Regions from separate parts of the Pan troglodytes genome. Here region 2 is linked to region 1. Evidence: chromatin contacts called from public capture Hi-C data. All regions are on one chromosome and are shown on one strand. Each heading gives the region's core, a stretch centred on a gene start, on an enhancer-like site or on the middle of the called end of the contact. The rest is flanking DNA. Distances are from core to core; before and after follow the strand shown. Region 1 has its middle 53 kb from the start of SAYSD1. Region 2 has its middle 18 kb from the start of KCNK17.

Evidence for each region. Capture Hi-C pulls out chosen DNA fragments and counts their contacts.
Region 2: a capture Hi-C map of stem cell-derived neural stem cells shows a contact between it and region 1, with 5 times the contacts expected there. The contact joins two enhancer-like sites. A contact is called at or near these places in 6 of 7 Hi-C or Micro-C datasets (blood, induced pluripotent stem cells, a lymphoblastoid cell line and 1 more) and 1 of 1 other capture datasets (stem cell-derived neural stem cells).

The regions. Positions count from the first base shown.
Region 1 is chr5:45,060,151-45,064,487 of NHGRI_mPanTro3-v2.0_pri, reverse strand. No RefSeq gene overlaps it. Among named protein-coding and RNA genes, the nearest start is that of SAYSD1, 53 kb to the right of the region's middle. Within about 2 kb of position 2,712, at least 1 of the 24 cell types and tissues checked has an H3K27ac peak or open chromatin away from gene starts, as enhancers often do. A contact at or near this core is called in stem cell-derived neural stem cells, where this site is marked.
Region 2 is chr5:45,189,369-45,193,820 of NHGRI_mPanTro3-v2.0_pri, reverse strand. No RefSeq gene overlaps it. Among named protein-coding and RNA genes, the nearest start is that of KCNK17, 18 kb to the left of the region's middle. Within about 2 kb of position 3,155, at least 1 of the 24 cell types and tissues checked has an H3K27ac peak or open chromatin away from gene starts, as enhancers often do. A contact at or near this core is called in stem cell-derived neural stem cells, where this site is marked.

The DNA of each region.
Region 1 (4,337 bases), core at 1,463-3,962:
CTGTGAAGTCCGTCTTTCAAGAAGGAGCTCCCAGTCTCAGCCAGGAAGACTCTGGGGCTCATTGTAAAATGGAACGCATGGCTCAGCACGCCACCTTCTTCTTTGCTAGGGTCACCTGTGACCAGGTGGAGGACAGGGGCCCCAGCAGCCTCACATTCCAAATCTCACCACGCAGGGCCGTCTAGCAAAGCCAGGGGAGCTTCAAGAGAGAGTGAGCTCCACATCACTGGCAGCATGACTGTCCCTGAGGGATAGGTGATCTTGCCACTTTGAGCCTTAGGAGTTAGAGATGTCAGTGTTTCATCCCTCTGCCTCTGGACCAGACTGCAAGGAAGGGAATCAGTCTTGAGTTTAAAGAGTGCTAGAAAAGTTGATTTCGGAGCTTCTCTGTGTCCCTAGATCACTCATGAATTCTTCCTTTCTTCCACCTCTCATTTGAACAGTGTTAATTCTTCTGCTTTCCGTGATGTTTATGAATGAATTGGGGTGTCCCTTTTCTTGCAACAGAAAGTGACTAGGGTCATGCAAGTGACAAAAAGGGTAGTTTCCAAATATTATTGGACCAGATCCCATTTAGGGTCCCTCCTGCCCAGGCCGTTGACCCTCCCCTGCACAGAGGCCCAAACAAGAACCATGGGACAGAACCTTGGAGGGTGCTAACTCCTGTTGGCGCCCAGGGCTCTGGGAGTTAAGACAAGCACGTGTGTGAGGGAGGTACGAGGGCGGGGGTATTCTTTACTTCTTGGCCTGGCCTCCCATAGGGAGCTTGGACAGCTGGGTGGTCAGCCTCACTATCCCACATCACCCCATCCCTCGATGTTCTCAGTCACTTTAAGTGCTCCTAGTCCTCAGGATCTGCTTCCTCTGCAGTCTGACCCAGTATCAGAGCTAGAAAGTTACCATGCAGATAAGGATAGGTCAGCAGGTGAGGGCTCTCACTCTCAAACCCTCAGAGGGTGCAACAGGATTCAAAGCCCATGAGTTCCAGTGAGGCTTGGACCTCACTCTTGGCAGCTCAACCTCAAGGACTTTCCTGACTCACGACACAGTCAGAGAGGTGGGTTTGGTCTTGTGCTTGGAGTTTGAGCTGTGCCCTTCGCAGATATTGAGATTTAGTCTTGAGTGCTTTTAAGACTTCTTTCTGAATGTCTGCATGTGGTTGTGTGCGTGTAGTTGTGTTTGTGTGAATGCACTTACATGAGAGAGAAAAAGGAATAGAGAGGCAGAAAGACAGTGGCAGGGAGGGACAGGAATAGCCCATCCAAGACGCTAGAGGTGGAGTCTTTCTCCACTCCAGACTGCGGCTGCTTCTCCCCTCAGACTGGGGCTACCTGAGGACTGGGCTGTGTCTCCCCTCAGACTGGGGCTCCCTGAGTTCGGGGCTGTGTCTCTCCTCAGACTGGGGCTCCCTGAGAACGAGGCTGTGTCTCCCTCAGACTGGTGCTCCCTGAGGATGCAGCTGTGTCTCCCCTCAGACTGGGGCTCCCTGAGGACGGGGCTGTGTCTCCATCAGACTGGGGCTCCCTGAGAATCTGGTCCCCTGAGGACTGTTTTGTATTCTGCATATGTGTCTCCCACACGTGTGGGATGAGTTCACTTTCCCTGAGTTTCGGCAGCTTCTGTAGAAACACTCAGGGAACAGCAGTCTGTTTCTGGGCTGGAGTTCAGGGAGGTCTGGCTTGGATCTTCTTAACAGACATGACTCTGGGACTCCCCGAGGGCTGCCCAGATTCTGCCCACTGAGTGCTGCCCCTCCATCCCATTCCCTCACTCTTCCCCTCCCACTGCTCTGGGGCAGAGAGGGTTGGAGTGTGAGGTCTCTGGACTAAGGCCATCCCTGCCAAGCAGTCCTTCTTCTTGACTCCTCAGGCTCCAGCACACCAGATTCGTGGGCTGAGTGATGGGCCGAGGGGCTTTACCGCGGGGCTTCTGGCATCCCCTCTTCCTGCCCTTCCCCATGTGACAAGCTCTCTCCCCACTCATCCCTTGCCCTGTGTGGGTCCCTTCTTGCCTGTCATGAGCTCTCGCCTTGAAGGAGGTGTCCAGGAGCCAGGAAAGATGGAAGAGAAGGACCAGGAATAAGAAGAAAAGAAAGATCACAAGGAGGGTGCTGCCTGGGCCCAGCAGCCATACAATTAGGTGATGTGTGCTGGGTTTGTAAATTATCTCTCTTATCATTTTTGCTTTGATGCAGAACAAACAGAACTCCCCATGGCATTTAAGTCTCTCAAAGGCTGGGATCTTTGTTTTGCTCTCTGTTGTCTCCCGAGTGTCTAGATGCCCAGCGCATAGCAGGTGCTTGGTTAATGACTGCGGGACGGGTGACAGAGTCTCAGCCGGTTGTGTTGGCATGGACTTTTGGACTCTTCTTCCAACAGTTCCAAGTCCCTGTCCAGCCCACATTGCTCCCCACACGTTCCTAGGGGGTTCCCTTAGGGATCTCACAGGCTCTGTGGAACCCACTTTGAGAACACCTGGAGGAGCTGCCCTCTTCAAATTCTAAGCTCCAGAGGAAGGGGAGAGAAGGAGGAGGAAGCATGGAGTGAAGAGGACTCCAGTAATTTCGAGTCGGGGCTGAATGTGGGAGTTTGTGGTGGGAAACGGAGGCTTCTCCAGCAGCAAGCCCCGCCCCAGCTAAGGGAAACCCAGAAGAGACCATTGAGAGTCAAAGTTATGTATTCTGAAGGCTGATGAGCGCTCATTGGAGGAGAGGTGTCTGGGCAGGATGCTGGCAGCTGGGAGCTCTGAGGGTGTCGCGGGGAAGCAGAGCCACCTGCCCGTCTCTGGAGACCTCGAGTCCCTCCCGCCCGTAGATTGTCACATGCAGCGCCACTGCCCCCTTGTGGTCATGCCACCAGCAAAGCCGAAGCGTCCTGTCCCTGCTGTGGGGATGCTGTAAGTGCCTGGAGGACAAAGACCTCCCCCAAAGCCAGATGCTCTCTGGCTGGGATCAGAACCAGATAACTCAGGGAATCTGCCTCTGGCTTCCCTTTCTCCTTCAGGCCAAGGCTCCCAAAGCAAGAACCATCAGAAACCAAAGCCACGTGGTGCAGTGTGTCCAGCTCCGGCCTGGGAGTATAGAGACCAGGGCGTGAATACTGCTGTCCTCAACACGCTGTGTGACTTGGATAAGTCTGATAACCTCTCTGAGCCTCCATGTTCTTGTTTATAAAATGAGACTCACAGTTCCCATCCCACAGGCCTCAGGAGCTGTTGCGAGGGCTTGTGAAACACCTTTTGCAAAAAGCCCTGGGCAGAGAGGGGTGAGGCTGGAAGGCTTCTGCCAGGAGAAAGCAGCGCTGGGGAGTTTGTGGGAGACAAAGGTGAAGAGGAGAGTGGGAAGAAGGAATCTGCAGTCGAGGGACCCCAGAGACAGGCCCTCAGGATTCATCACCCTTTGCCTTTAAGAAATTCATCTTGTCTGCAAAGCTCCCCAGATCCCAGCAATTCCCCACCAGGAGCTGGGACCATGTCCCTCCTGTCCTCCTCTGTTGAGCCTCATGCTGGCCCCATGGTGCAATACTATAGCCAGACATTAGAGCCCTCAGGTCTGCTGGACAACTGATGCACAGAGACCATGAGGTTTATTCTCCCCCAGCTCTGAGGTAATATAACAAGGATCGCCTTTCCTCTAGTTTTCAACGTGCTCCTCATTTCTGTCTGAGACCTCACTGGAAGCACCTTTAACATTCATATTGCTGCCAGGCACCATGGCTCACATCTGTAATCTCAGCACTTTGGGAGGCCAAGATGGGCTGATCACTCAAGGCCAGGAGTTTGAGACCAGCCTGGCCAACATGGCGAAACTTCATCTCTACTAAAAAAAAAAAGAAAGAAAGAAAAAGAAAAATTAGCCAGGCATGGTAGTGGGTGCCTGTAATCCAGCTACTTGGGAGGCTGAGGCACCAGAATCACTTGAACCCAGGAAGTGAAGGTGGCAGTGAGCCGGATCACACCTCTGCACTCCAGCCTGGGTAAGAGTGAGACTGTTTCCACAAAGGTTAAAAAGAGAGAGAGAGAGAGATTCATATTTCTAGCAACAATCTCTTTGAGGGTAATCTAGGCTTTTTCTGTCATGCACCTTCCTATGCTTTCAGCCTCCACCCATTATCCAATTCCAAATCTACCTCTGCATTTTTTTTTTTTTTTTTTTTTTTTTTTTGAGACGGAGTCTTGCTGTCGCCCAGGCTGGAGTGCAGTGGCGCGATCTCGGCTCACTGCAGGCTCCGCCCCCTGGGGTTCACGCCATTCTCCTGCCTCAGCCTCCCGAGTAGCTGGGACTACAGGCGCCCGCCACCTCGCCTGGCTAATTTGTTTGTATTTTTAGTAGAGACGGG
Region 2 (4,452 bases), core at 1,906-4,405, 130 kb before region 1:
AGTATGCCCAGAGACAAAGGCAGCATCTGAGACTGGAACCTACACAGAGAGAAACTACCCTCTCCCCGTGTGAGTTTGTCCAGGGCTGGTGGCAAGAATGGATTGAAGGCTGGACTGCCAGCCCCCTACACCTTCAGAGAGCCACCAGGTAAACTCTGTGAAGATTTGCTGATAACTCTCGGGGCTGATACAGCCAGCAGGCGGCTGGTCTCAGTCCAGCTGCTGAATCCTTACTCTATGGCTCATTCACACCACAGAAAAGCCAGGGGCAAGTCAATGGGCTCCTCCTGCCTTACCCTGCCCCACTGCGTTTGAAGGCCCCATCAACGGTTTGCAAAGCCAGGTAGAGTTTGCAAAGGCTACTTCTGTTTGCAGAGTGTTAATGAAGGTTGCTACTAAGATAGCACATAACACAGTGGCTCCCACCATACATACATACAAGCCCAGCCAGAGATCCTGGCAGTACCAGCTAACACCTAGGGTCACCTGGGGCAGCTGGGCTCTTGGCCTCCGTGGGCACCTGTGATTCCGTTCCCTCCACCCATCTTGCAGTTGGTATCCCAGGGACCCAGGGAGTTCCATGTGGCCTCTCCCTGTGACCATCTTGGAACTGGGTCAGGGTCAGCCCTTTGGCCAAGGAAGGAGTAAAGGCTGTTACACCATCTCCCTTGCGCCATCCATCCTGGCCCTGCGTGGACCAAGGCCAGACCCAGGAGCAGCACCAGAGAGTAAACAACAGGGCCCACGCCCACTTCCCGAGGCCCCCATTGGCTTGCCCCTGGCTTTTCTGCGGTGTGAATGAGCCATAGAGTAAGGATTCAGCCGCTGGACTGAGACCAGCCGCCTGCTGGCTGTATCAGCCCTGAGATTTATCAGCAAATCTTTACAGAGTTTACCTGGTGGCTCTCTGAAGGTGTAGGGGGCTGGACAGAGGAAAATGGAGGGGAGGAAGAGATTGCTGAAGTGTGGAAGTGGCATGCTTTGTACTTAACACACTCCAGAAAGAGGACCTAGCATTCAAAACTTCCTCCTGGGAGCAAGGAGCAGGCCAGTGTGTTGGGTTAGGCACTGTGGTCCCAACCTGAGCTCACCTCGGACCTCTTTGTCCTCATGCCTGGCCCCACTGGGCTCTCCCACGAAGCCTTCACTCCCATGCCCACACCCCTCATACTCAGAAATGCTTGCCCCAGAAGGAACCAACCTGGGCTGCTGGAGTGCCCAGAGGAAGGCTCATTCTTGGCCAGTTCTTTATCTCCTTCTCAGCCAATGAAAAGAATAGCTGAAACTCTGAAGTCTACACTCAGGAGGTGGGAGGGGGAGTGGGGAGGGGACAAAAGTGAATAGGGTAGGGACAGGGGTGTTAAGAAGCCATGTTGGGAGCCACCTGGAGAGGTCTGGATGTGGGAAATACAAAAACAGAGTATTAGACCTCAGTTCAGAAACCACAGAACAGAATGGACAGTGAGGCCACAGAACAGAACAGACAGTGAGGCCACAAGCACGAGGGAGGGAAGGTAGGAGTGATGGCAACATGATGGAGACAGCCCAAGAAAGCTGGTGCGCTTTCTGCAGTAAGGAACTCATTGCTATTTTCCACCTCAGCCAGGCCACCCAAAGCCTGGAGGAGGAGAGAAAGGGGTGCCCTCAGAGCGTGACCCTTAAGGGTGCTGAGTTTGGAGCCAGCCTGCCTGTGTTGAAATCCTGGTTCCACAGCTTGCCAGCTCTGTGACCCTAGGCAAATCTTGCATCTGCAATTTATTTCCTCTGCAAAATGGAGACAAGAGCAGCTTCGATCTGCAGGAACGAAACGAGTGACTGTGCGCGCAAAGGACTGAGAAGTGTATATGTCAGCCTTGAGGAGGTGCCACGTGCGTGTCAGCTGTCATCTTCGTTCCCAGCCAGGCTGAGTGAACAAGAACAGGAGGAAAGCAGACGCTCTGGGGGCCGGCGGCTATGAGGCAGGCAGCGCCTTGGCTGACCCCCTCTCAGGGCTGGCCAGGCGGGAGGGCTGAGCAAGCGGTGACGCAGGATGGGGCCCTGCCCTTGGGGGGCTCCCAGGCTGATACTATTGCTCTGCTGGCCAGGATAAGGCAAGTGGACATGCATGACTCACAGGGAGCCTCGAGGCAGAGACTGGGAAGTGAGTGCCCAGTGTGCAAATGCAGGGCCCAGGGACTGCCCACCGCGGGTCCCACCATGCCAGGAGCAGGCAGACCTCTGGCCCCGGGCCACCTCTCCCCACCCTCTCTGACCGGTGAGGCAAGATCAGACTCAACATCACTGGGTTGTCCCCTTTAAAACAGCAGCATCTTTTATCCTTATCATCATTATTTATTATTGTTATTATTATTTATTGTTAGCATTTATTAAATGCTTATTATGTGCTAGGCACTGTTCTAAGCTCTTTACTTGTAGTAAGTTATTTACTCCTCCCATCGACTCCATAAGAAAAGAACTATTATTTGTAATGCTGCTTTATCTCGGGGAAACGAGGTCCTCAGTGGATGTTAAGGCCAAAGGTAGCCACCCGTTCCTGTGGGTGGTCACAGGAGTTGCCGCTGGCCCTCTGCAAGGGATAAATTCCCCTGGCCTGAGAGGCAGGGACACTCTTCCTTTAAGCCCTGTGTGATCTCAACCAGCCACTCCCCTTTCTGTGCCTCAGTTTCCTCACCTGTAAAAGGGGGCTGGCATCAGGGAGTCTGTATCTTACTACTTCTACTCCCTCAGCCTTGGACTGGATTGTGCTAATAAACATGTTTCAGAAGGGCAGTTTCCAACCCCACCCATGTCAATCCTCCTGGGCCCATGTTAAGCATTTGGATCCAAGGAAGGAAGTCTCTCTTTCTCTTGTCTCTGTATCTGTCTCTCTCTCTCTCGGTTACATACACACACACTCACAGGATCTGGAGGCAGAGAAGAGAAAATCTGCACAAAATTCCCCAGGCCCTGAGCCCCTCCCTCATGGCCTCGCCGATGCTGAAGCCCTGGCTGGAGGAATGGTATCCATTCACTTGAGGAGCCAGACCAGACAAAGAAGGACTTGACTCCTTGGAAGCCAGAGGACCTTCACGTCAGGGACGACAGCTATGCTGAGACTCCCATCTCCAGTTCCATCGGCCCTTACCTCACCCGGCCACGCCCCTGGGCTCCAGGCCTGGAGTGTGCTGCCCTGAAGTAGGCCCCACGGACCCCCCTTCCTCCACCCTCCCTAAACCACACACAGTGCTGGTCTCCACCCACACTGCCATCCCCAGGCCTCCCATTCCACTGTCTGTCCCCCAACCACCCACACACAGTGCTGGTCCCAGCCTCCAGCCTCACTGATGCTCTCTCCCACTCCCCAGGAGACAGGGCTGGATCCTGCATCTCCCGACCCTCCTTTGCCCCTTGCCAGCCAAAACTCATCCCCAGCTAAAATCATCCCCAAGGAGACAGTCCCACCCTTCCCCCAAGGCCTTCTCATCCCATCCCTAGGGACTTTCCCCAAGATTTTCAGTCCCTGCCCCACTCCAATCACAAAACCTCTCTCAACCTGTCTGGGAACCCATATCAGCTCACAGCCTGGCGGTAGGAAAAGCAACCAGGGTTGGGTACCTCCCACCCTGTGACCTGCTCCCCACACCCTACCAGCACATCATCCAGAAGCGTGAATGCAAAACCATCCAGACCCCTCCCAAGAGCCACAGACAAAGCCCTCTGCCCCCTGCTTCCCAATGGGTTTGGGACCCTGTTCAGCTTTTGCCCACACTCCAACCTTTCCACAACTTTATAGACCCTCATGTATTATTTCCTGGACTCAGGCAGTTGTATGTCTATATTCTGACTCTATCCCTTGCTGTGTGACATCTGAGAAGTCACATAACCTCTCTGAGCCTCAGTCTCCCCATCCATAAAATGAAAATCCTGAAAACAACCTCGGGATTGTTTTGATAAGTGTGGAGGAAGGGAGGTGGGGGAGTTGGTAACAGATGAGAAAGCATCCATGTCCTACCTTATACTTAATAGGGCTCAAAAATACTTGTGCCCCTCCTTTTTTTCTTCCTCTTGGTCTCAACCTTCTCCTCCTCCGCCCTCTTTCATCAGGAAGCTCATGAAGCCCAACTGTACCTTTTCCTCCAAGAAGTCCCCCTGGACCTGCCTGTCTTTTAGCCTCCAATGTGCTTGGGAGGGGCAGAAAATGATGTGGGGATGGAAGGAATATATTTTTCAAAGCTCTGTTTTGGAGAGGGCAGCTCCCAACCAGCCCACTGGCTGAGGCCTCTAAGGGTCAGGCTCTTGGCTTGGGGGCTCGGGGCCAGAGCAGAGGGGTGGGCGTGAGTCCTCAGCACCACTCTCTAGTTGTTACTCTGTCTTGGCTCCCTCTCTCCATCCACTCTCTGACTTTCTCTGAACCCCTGAACTCCATGCGCTGTGTCAACAGGCTCCTTCCGTCTTTGACTTCCAGTTTGATCA